Regions from separate parts of the Sus scrofa genome. Here region 2 is linked to region 1. A link is a contact called in public HiChIP or PLAC-seq data. All regions are on one chromosome and are shown on one strand. Each heading gives the region's core, a stretch centred on a gene start, on an enhancer-like site or on the middle of the called end of the contact. The rest is flanking DNA. Distances are from core to core; before and after follow the strand shown. Region 1 has its middle 6.7 kb from the start of TPRG1. Region 2 overlaps TPRG1 (tumor protein p63-regulated gene 1 protein).

The links. HiChIP or PLAC-seq counts read pairs in DNA pulled down with a chosen protein or histone mark.
Region 2: a contact with region 1 is called in an H3K27ac HiChIP or PLAC-seq map of alveolar macrophages. The contact joins two enhancer-like sites. A contact is called at or near these places in 1 of 47 Hi-C or Micro-C datasets (heart right ventricle) and 1 of 2 datasets of contacts at active chromatin or transcription factors (alveolar macrophages).

What each region holds. Positions count from the first base shown.
Region 1 is chr13:126,520,503-126,526,049 of Sscrofa11.1, forward strand. No RefSeq gene overlaps it. Among named protein-coding and RNA genes, the nearest start is that of TPRG1, 6.7 kb to the right of the region's middle. Within about 2 kb of position 1,604, at least 10 of the 83 cell types and tissues checked have an H3K27ac peak or open chromatin away from gene starts, as enhancers often do. A contact at or near this core is called in alveolar macrophages, where this site is marked.
Region 2 is chr13:126,651,350-126,656,476 of Sscrofa11.1, forward strand. The region is part of intron 2 of TPRG1 (tumor protein p63-regulated gene 1 protein); the gene reads left to right. Among named protein-coding and RNA genes, the nearest start is that of TPRG1, 120 kb to the left of the region's middle. Within about 2 kb of position 3,057, at least 1 of the 83 cell types and tissues checked has an H3K27ac peak or open chromatin away from gene starts, as enhancers often do. A contact at or near this core is called in alveolar macrophages, where this site is marked.

The DNA.
Region 1 (5,547 bases), core at 354-2,853:
ACATGTGCTGGGGAGAAGGGCCCAGCAGAAGGAGCGCTAGTTGAAAAGGTCTTCAACTCAGGTGATTTTTCAGGATTCAAGAGCAAGGCCTACATTTACGTCAACCATCAAATGACAAGCAAGGTGTGTCTCTGCTATTCGGTTTCCAGCGAAAGAGGCAGAAAGAGAGTTCTAGCATCCTGGAGGACTGGGGGTCACTGTCCGAGGCTCAGGCTGAACTATTGTGCAGGGAAAATCAAGAGGGTATGTCCCAGGAGGCTTTCATCTAAGTCTTACTAATTCTGGTACCCACTCTGGGCAGGTGCCACCTAAAGGCACCTCTCAGTCCTGATATTCTTTTTCTGCTGGGTCGTTCCCATTGATGGCTCCTCAGCACCTCCAATACCAATGCCCCATCAAACTCTCTTACTTCATCCCCAAACTCCTCCTCCTTTTGCTGTCTTTATAATCTCTGCTCACAGCTCCACTTCCCTTCAGCCTGTCTCCCCTGGTAGAAACCTGAGGGTTCTTGCTCAGTTCTCCTTCTCCTGCCTCCTCACCTACAATTCCTTTCAATCATTCTGCAGCCCCATCTCTGATCTTTTCATTCCTACCAGAGCCACCCTCGTCAGGCCCCCATCTCCTTCTCCACAGAGGCCTTTAGCAGCTTGCTAATTATCTCTTTGCTCTCCAGTTTCTTGTTCCACCAGTTAATTCTTCAGAGAGCTTCTTGAGCCGTTTTTGTTATGTTCTGGCTCTGCTTATTTTATTTTTCTTCCCCTAAACCCAATAATGGTTCCCACCGCCCTTCCTTTAGTGAGTCACTTGTGGGGAACACTGCTCTGCCCCTCGCTATCATTTCAGTCACTCTCACCTACACTTTCCCCCTTCCTGGCTTCTAATCATGCCGCTCCATCCTGGAATTCTCTTTTCCAAAATCTCTCTTTGTCCGAATCTTTTTCAAGGTCTTGCTCAAATCTGGAAGTGATGTCATGATGACGAAGAGAATGTAGCAGGGAGTATCATCAGTGGGGAAATGGGTGTGCGAGGACCCTGCGCCAGGAAGGAAAGAGCCTTGCCAGTCCTTCAGGTTGGATTTGACTGTTCTGTCTCCTCTGTACTCACAGAGCCCTTGATATCTCCATGATCACACGTATTGACACCTGCTCTGTTTTAAAGAGCACTGTCCAGTTTTATGTCATCTGCTAGACAGAGGATTCTGCTTGGGAAAGGGCTATGTACTACTCATTTCATGCAACAACTCATTGATCCAACAAGTATTTCTGCACATCTAGGATACAGGGACCAGAGGCCTTTGTAGGCACTTGAGGTACAGTGGTGAGTGAGGTATCCCAGGGCCTCTTACAGAAATAGACTCTGTATCTCCAGGACTTGGCAGAGTACTGATCACAAGGTAGAGACTCAGGGAAAATGTGGAACTGAGCATCCAGGAATACATGCTTGTGTGACAGCAAGATGAGCTTGACTTCCCATCGAAACTACTTATTATAAATGCCTCCAAACAGTCTCCATTCCTCAAGGTCATTGGAGACCAGGGCATCTTTCACGGAACATCCTGCAGAGACTGCTGGGGCACATACTCAGCCCTCCTTTCCAGTCTCCTGGAGGCTTGGGCACAAACAACCCCCTTTGATAGTGGACTTGCTGCTGGTTTCCAGTCATTTGACCGTGTTCTAGTCTGAGCTAATTTTGCAAGTCAAATTGCTTAAGAGTGAATATGAAATCTTTGACTGGAGCCCAAATATATAAATACCCATCACATTTCCTTCCTCCCCAATTTTGCAATCATCCCCCAAAGCAGTTCATGTTGTCCAGCATAATTAGTTATTTATACACCCTCATGTGGTCCATTGTTCAGAATTAAATTGTCTGGTATACAGAGAGCTTCTCTTGCAAGGCTTGTTTTTACCATTTTCCTGCTTTCTGGAAGCTGTGTATAAATATGTCCTTGTGGAACCCTTTGGGATGCTTCTGACCATGCCCATGCTGGTGGAGAGGAATAAGCCAGTGCCTGAGAGCAAACACAGCCCCCGAGGTCTCACACTCCTTCCTGTCTTCCAACACGAAAATCACCAAGAATTATTCATCCTTTTCTTGAAGACCCAGGGGAATTAAGATGAACACAAAAGGAGTCACAAAGAGGTAGATGTGGAAATTGTTTTGGAGACCTAGTCACTAGATTCTAGTGACTCCATTTTGCCAAAAAGGAAGCTAGTTCCCAGAAAGGAGAAGTGAAAGGGACCAGCCCATAGCGTCCTGTGGGTTAGCGGCAGAGCCAGGCCCAAACCCTCTTCAGCTGACTCCCATCCTCTTTCTACTAAACCACTGAGGGTACCAGTTCAGGAGGGCCCCAGGCGCTTCTGGGCTTGTTAGACTTTGTCCCAGAACTGGATGGCCCCAGACTGCTCTGCTCTGGGCCCTTGTGTCTGTATTTTATAGCTCATCTGTCTCCTCCCAAATGGCTTGGCAGTCAGCTCTTACTGATGAGTGTTGCCCATTGAGAGGCAATTCTGCTTGTTCTTCTGTCATGCTGTAGTCCGAGACTCCAGATGGTCCATCGATTATATTTGAAATGAAACTTGTTTCTGAGTCTGAAGGGCTCTGTTTCATGGGAGACTTCCAGAAGGTGTATGACCCAGGATGTTGTCTGCCTTGCTGAATGTTCCATGTGCACTTGAAGATGTGTATTCTACTCTTGTTGGGCAGACTGTTCTATAAATGTCAATCAGATCCAGTGCTTGATGGTATTCTTCTGTTCTTCTATGTCTGGCTGGGTTTCCATTCATGAATTCTAGTTTATAAAGTTTGTAACATTAGCTTTGATGGTCTAGAAATCTGTTCAGATTTTCTTTCCATATGAGAGTATAAGATCTTGGTTCTTATCTTAAAATGGGACTTTCTGGGGAGTTCCCATTATGGCTCAGCGGTAACGAACCTGACTAGTAACCATGAGGATGTGGGTTCGATCCCTGAGTTAATGGTCTGGCATTGCTGTGAGCTGTGGTGTTAGGTTGCAGACACAGCTTGGATCCAGTGTTGCTGTGGCTGTGGCGTAGGCTGGCAGCTGCAGCTCTGATTGGACCCCTAGACCGGGAATTTCCATATGCCACAGGTTCAGTCATATGCCCATTCAGGGCAGCCAGGGGATCAATGGAATCCCTGTTTGTACATTTCTGGAATGGTTGGCCAGATAGTATGTTTTGAAGAATCCCGAAACCTTCTTCCTAACACATATACAGACTGTCAGTATGTAAACCTACCATGGACATCATATACAATCTAAATAGATTTAGACCTATTGTTTTACCTGAGAAATATCACATCAGCTAGCCAACATCTTAATTTTAAAACGCCTTACCTTCCTACATTGTTATTCATAAGATCTCCAGATTTTCTATAATGATTACATATTAATAGTAATATAATTTATTAGAGTTTAAATATACTTATTTATTTATATTTTATTTTAATTTATTAAATATGTAACCATTCAGAAAAGATATGACAGATGTCATGTCCTTACCATAAGAATTAACAGATGCTAACATTTTGCCATACTTGCTTCAGATCTCATTTTTCTCAAAAAAAAAAAAAAAACCCGAAAAACCAAATGTAACACACATAGTTAAAGCCCCCACTTTCCATTCCCTCTTCATCCCTCCTTTTCCTCCTATTCTCTACCAAGGAAAACACTATTTGAATTTGGTAGATATCATTCCCACGCATGTTTTGGTACTTTCACTCCAAACGAATGAGTCCACTGTTTATGGCCAAGATAATATCATGTTTTTTTTTTAATTAATTTTTACAATCAGAGGGAAAAAAGACTCATCTGTCATGTTCAGAAGCCTTAGGTCCATTTTTTTTTTTTTTTTTTTGTCTTTTGTCTTTTTGGTTGTTGTTGTTATTGTTGCTATTTCTTGGGCTGCTCCCTCGGCATATGGAGGTTCCCAGGCTAGGGGTTGAATCGGAGCTGTAGCCACCGGCCTACGCCAGAGCCACAGCAACGCGGGATTCGAGCCGCGTCTGCAACCTACACCACAGCTCACGGCAACGCCGGATCATTAACCCACTGAGCAAGGGCAGGGACCGAACCCGCAACCTCATGGTTCCTAGTCGGATTCGTTAACCACTGCGCCACGACGGGAACTCCAGGTCCATTTTAATCTCTATTCCTTCCAACTGGATTTTGTTTAATCTTGGTTCTTATGCTCTTTGTCTGGAGATCTTCCCTCCACCTCCTTATTTCCTCCTAGCTAATGTCTTGTCTGGCTTTTGCCAGAAATGGTAGCTTGGACCTTGCTCCTATGATTTGGCCTTTCTGAAACTGTGATCTGTCTGCCTTTGGCTTTGCCCATCTCAAAATCCCTGCACTCTGGACTGAAGAATATCTGCCATGGATTCCCAGTTGCCTGGTCTGTGAATGGATGGAGCTCTGTTACCAGACCTGACCTGTCTGCTCAGCATTCCAGCACCAGTAGGCAGGCTCGGGTCCCATCCTTCCCTACCTGTTCTTCTTAGATCTTTCATGTTTGAGCCCAATCCCTTGAGAGGACACATCAGGGGAAAGCCGAGGGTGAAAGCTGATGAGTATGGTGATGGTGAATTGATAGTAGCTAACATTCTTGAGTAATCTAATCAAAATGCTAAGACCTCAGGTATAACAAATATGCAAGATATGTTGTTTAAAATAATAATCTCTGCTGATTAGAGAGCATCCATTGTACCTCGAATCCACTTTTTATCTCATTTATTCTTAAAAATGTCCCATATTTTATAGATGAGAAATCTGAAGCATAGAGAAGCAGTGTAGTACAATGGAAAAAGTATGGGGTTCAGAGTAAGACAGATTTGGCTTCAAATTTATACTGCCTTTTTAAACAAAACAAAACAAAACAACTTTTCTGAGTTTTGCACAAGATAGATGCCCAGCAGTGGTGGCTATTGTTACTGTAGAAGATCTGCCTAAACTTTCTTGCCTCAGGCTACACAGCTAGTGTATAGTAGAACTGGGATTCAAACCTGGTCTGCTTCTCTCAGGGCTACTTTTTTCCCCCCTCCCAGGGAAATATGAGTGTTCTATGTTATCATATGAATGTCCCTTCATTAAAGGGGGTATCATGAAGTATGGAAAGAGCACTCAGTTCGAAATTTGAAGTCTTGGGTCCTGTTCATCATCACAAACAAGCTAGGTGAACTTGAACAATTCATTGCCTCTCTCTTTCTTTGGTTTCTCATTTATATCATAAAGGGACTGAACCAGATCACCTCTAGGTTCTGTTTCTTCTACTTCCAGCCTTCTGTGCCTCAGGAAACACAACACCAAATTGCCATCCCAAGAGAGAGGAAGAAGGGCAATGACATTGATTCTTTAAAGAAAGCTAAGGTAAGAAATTAGGCAGAGCTTCTATTAGCCAGGTGCTTGTCCCAAATCCTTAATGACTGAAACCAGTTGGATTTCTTTTCTGCTTCCCAAGTTGAGTTGGGAAGGCCCAGGTTGAGTTGATCCAGGTCCTAGAGGGTTTTAGAAGACAACAAAACCAGTTG
Region 2 (5,127 bases), core at 1,807-4,306, 130 kb after region 1:
TAATGCTTATCTTCCTTCACCTAACAGTTCTCTGTTTTCTTCTTCATTCGGTCCAGCCTAGCGAGTCATTCGTTTGCTCTATACACCCCTTTTCTTAGCCACTGTGCATTCTGATCATTTCTACTGTTTCCTCTGGTCCTGCACTTAGACAACTGAGCCAAGTAGGGAAAATTTTAAACTGAAACCTCTATAAATTCATGGTTTCAACCTTAGTCTGGCCCTCAGTGACATCTGTAAAGTCTTTTCTCTGTCCAGAATTTGTTCTTGTTGTATTTCCTACAACAGACATTTTAGAATTTTCCAGGGACTCCATCTTTCTATCCCATGGCTCTATCACTGTCAACAAGGTACCGTAACTGAGGTTGATGTTATAGATGAGAATGGTATCTGGGATCATTCCTTATCTTATATACACCTGCCTCTGTAGAATAGATATCTCTTCACCTTTCGGGTCAATTTCCCCTGAGCTCTGGATTCCATCACATACCTCTTCCTTCCTCAAGCCTTTTGCTCTAATAATTCTCTTCTATCCCTTGAATTTTCAGCCTCTTGTCCACTCCTTACCTTTTCCCTTCAGCTTAGAAAATTACCCATCTCTCCTATATTAGCAACCCATGCGTATTAAAAACTACATCCCACTGACATCTCCTTTAGCCAACACTCCTGGTTTCCTTGACCTACAAACCATTGGAGAGGATTCTTGGCTATTATTGACTCTGCATCTTCACCACCCACTCTTTCCTCAACCAGCTGTTGTCTGGCTGCTACTCCACATGTGACCTTGAAGTGAATAAACGAAAGAGATCTGGTTGAGACCTGTATTTGATGCTTTGTATATTTCCTGTCTCTTGAAGTTTGTCTTTTCTTAGCTTCTGGGACAATACCTATTCCCAGTTTTCCTATTTTACCAGTTGTTTCTTTCCTCTTTTTCCTTTTCAAGTTAGTATGAATAATAAAACAATTATAGCCAGTGCTTGTTTGAGTATTCACTATTTGTCATGCTTCCTGGTCAGATTTTTACACACATCCTTTCATTTGATGCATATACCCAGCAGGTAGGTGCTATTATTATTATCATTTTGCAGATGAGGAAACAGGGATAGAGGAATCTGAATGACTTGTTCTTAAAGTCATGCAGCTTAATAAGCAACTGAACTGGGATTTGAACGCAGACATTCTGAAACCTCACATAATTTCACATAACCACAGCCACTACTGTCCCTCCTATAAATGTTTGTTCCTGAGGTTTCAGCCTTAGTCTTCCTCTCTTCTCATCCTACATAGTCTTTCCTAATATACTTGTCACCTGCTCCTGAACTCAGACTCAGTAAGTCTGGGTTCTATAATCCAGCTGGAGTTATTGTAAAACAAAACAAAATAAACCCCCTTGCCCTGGCTGCTTCTTTATCCCAGTTTCTCCAACTGTGAAATGGGTATAATAACAGCACCTGCCTCATCAGGTCGTATGTAGTAAGCAGATGTTTGTAAAAAGCTGATCTACCTTCACAGCCATTTAATGACTTTCCTTCTACAGCTCACCTTGAATGTCCCACAGGTATTTCACATTTGACATGTCCCAAACTGAAACTCAGCAGGCCCCAATTTTTCAACATTGGTGACGGTCCACTTTTATCTACCCAGTTGCCCTAGGAGTAACCTTTTTTCTCCTTCTCTTGATCTTGCTTACAACCTATCTCCAGGTTAATCCTGTTGATTCTGATGCTTCAGTTGACTTCATTGCCTACATTCGGGGCTTTATCACTTCACATGTGAACAACTGTAATGTTTTCCTGCCTAGAATTCCTGTGTCTACTTTGTATAGTCCTGAGAATTTATTTTAAAAAAAGAGCTATGGCAGAAGTTTGCGAATGTGGTTTTAAAAAATAAGTCCTCAATATTATCTATATATTTTAAGTACTCGTGGTAATTTTGTCCTTTAAAAGCACAAATGGATTCACATATACTTAAACACATTACAAAAAAATGAAAAAAAGGAATTAAATGATATCTGATTGACAATTTTAGGCAGAGGATTTCTGCCTAAAATTCTTTCATGGCTCCCCAAAACTTTAAGGATAAAGTTTAAATTTCTTAGTATATTAGGTCTTTTTAAATGTACTCTTTCTTTTCTTTTTTTCTTATTTTTGCTAATCTCCTAATTTTTTTGTTTTTCTCCCAATAATAGAGAACTCTTGGCAATCCCTCAAGTATCAAGGGCTCTCAAAACTTATTGTATTTGTTTTTTAATTTTTATCTTTTTTACCTTTTGGGCCACACCCATGCATCTGGAGGTTCTTAGGCTTGGGGTCTAATCAGAGCTACAGCTGCCTGCCTATGCCCCAGGCACAGCAACGCCAGATCTGAGCTGCATCTGCGACCTACACCACAGCTCACAGCAATGCCAGATCCTTAACCCACTGAGCAAGGCCAGGGATCGAACCTGCAATCTCATGGTTCCTAGTCGGATTCATTCCTGCTGTGCCACAATGGGAACTCCAGATTATTGTGTTTGTAAATGCTGCTCTTCCCTACCCATCCCTTCTTGCTCTGGCTAACTCTCCTTTGTATTTTGTTGAAAGACTTGGCTCAAGTGTTATCTCCTACAGAAATGTTTTTTTCCTAATGCTCATGGCATGGTTTGGTTCTTCCTCTGAGTTTCTACAGCACCTGGTACATACTTCTGCCATTCAATTAACATTGAACATTGTGGTTCTGAACTTCACTTTGTCCCAAACACCTAGGTCTAAGGTTGACTCACTATGGCCCATGTGCCAAATCTGGCCTCTCACTTGTTTTTGTAAACAAAGGATTTTTTGGGGGAACATAGTTATGATCATTCATGTAATATTCTCCATCACTGCTTTTTCACTATAGGAGCAGAACTGAATAGTTGTGACAGAGTCTATTATTGTCCACAAAACCAAAATATTTATTATTTGGTCTTTTATAGAAAATGTTTGCAGACTCCTGACCTTGCATCAGTAACTGCATCACTATAGCCGGATTTTAGTCAGAGATGCCCATGCCTGGAGGGAGGAAGTAGATCAAGATCTTGCAGATGATAAGTGGCAAAGGAAAGGGGTAGCTGGGTGATTCAGATACACACCATAAGGGACCATGTCTCCACCCTACTCCACTGGCAATGTTGTAATGATCCATGTCCACATATGTGTTCTTGTGAAACACCTCTTAAGAGTGTCGTAGGGCAGGGACTCTGTGTTTTTCATCTTTGTGTCTTCCATGCCTAGCACAGTAACAAGTTGTTAGAAGTTTTAAAAAAAGGCAAGCTTAAGCAGAAAGACTTTTTGAAGGATGCTGGGATGCTGTACTCTTGGGAACACAGGAAGAGGTGAATACCTAAAGAAAAGCACACCACGGAGCAGAAAAATGACTGCCATTAGGATCTGGTCTTTGTCTCATTTCTCTGCTGTTTTGCGCTATGTCAGCTTCATTTTTCCCTTTCACTATGGAATTCCTCCAGCTGGCAAGAGTCATGGTCCAGCAACTTAATATTTCATTTTATAGTTTTTAGCCAATGACCAGACCTTATTTTGGTGTTCTCTTAGTCCCAAATCTCAAAGTACTAAGTCAGTTGACCATCCTTTGTAGTCAGGGAATAGGGGTTAGGTGAGAAAATGGGGTTTTTAGTGATACATTTAGATAAACTGGAGAAAGGGGAAGATCCAAAAATACAAGTGGTATTATTTAGAAGAAGTAGTGCTGGACAGATAAAGCAATAGGTACTTCCTATAGGAATTCCTGGCAGGTGCCTCCTATAGTGACATTTGATAGATAACCCCACCGATAGTAGCACATAAAAGGTGCTTAACTAATATATGTTGACTCAACAAATGAATGACTAAATAGAATGAATAAAGGAGTTATCCTCTTCTTCCACTGTTAGATGAGAACAACATTTATCTTAGAGGCTTGGGTTGAGAATAATAGCACTTAGGTAATACTTGGCAAATAATAGACACTCAGTAAATGCTCTCTAACTCTAATCCCTCACTGGGGTGGATTTGGGAAGGAGACTTAGGGACAATTTATAATAGCAGGTCACCTTTTATAATTTCATCAGCATGATGACCTGATAAAATCTCTATCTGTCTCGATGTTCCATCTCGTCTCCTAATCATACTTAAGTCAAGATGGATAAAACCAGGACTTGCCCTTGGCTCAGGCTGAGTTGCCAGATTCCTTAAGAAAAATTCTAGGTCATCAGAGAACAAAGCCCTCATTTGCAGCAATAAAGGGCTATATTCATAGGTTCAGAAGACTTACAGAAACACAAGTTTGAGAATTCCTGACCAACCGGATCAGGTTTATTTTTTCATGAGTAAATCTCTTGCTTATCTGTTCACCAAACCAGCTTACACAACATACACCCAGACTGTTCATTCTTGCAATTTCCTGACTGTACCTTCTTTCTCAGGTCACATGTGCTCTTTATCTCTTATTAAATTGCCTTCTTGTGCCCAATAACCTTCATGTACATAGCTCTTCAACCTTCAGTATCTGCTCTGGCTCCATTAACTTTCCTGACCCATGCCCATCCACATCCAGAAATTATAAAACAAACTTTTTCCCAGACCTGGTACATAACATTTCTGCTCAAGCCAGGTACCTGGGGCTTTCACCTCCTATCCCAATTTCCATTACTAAACTGTTTCTTCTAAACCCATACTAAGTAATGCTAAATAAGACTGCTGATTTAATGAAAACTTTTCTGTGCTGATAGTTTGTTGGAACCGTTTATAGTTTGCAAAGCTCTCTACAGCTCTCCAATGGCAGTGGTATGAAGATTATCTCCTGATCACAGTGCCAGTCTCTGATCACTGCTCCAGTCTCTTAAATGATTAAGAGTTTTGGAAAAATACAAAGAAAAAGTTTTTGGAGATGAAACTTCTCTTTTACTGAAAACAGTTTCTTAAATATTTCTGTCAAGGAGACTTTTTTTCAATGGCATCTCTCCGTTCTGGCAGACACTTTGGAGTGTTTACTACATTGCCTACTACATTGGTCTTTAAAGATACCTGAATCTTCTCTAAGTGTCCCCAAGTGGTGGTCTAATCTGTACTTACATTTATGATTTATTTGTGACTTCTAGAGGAATATCTGTTTCTT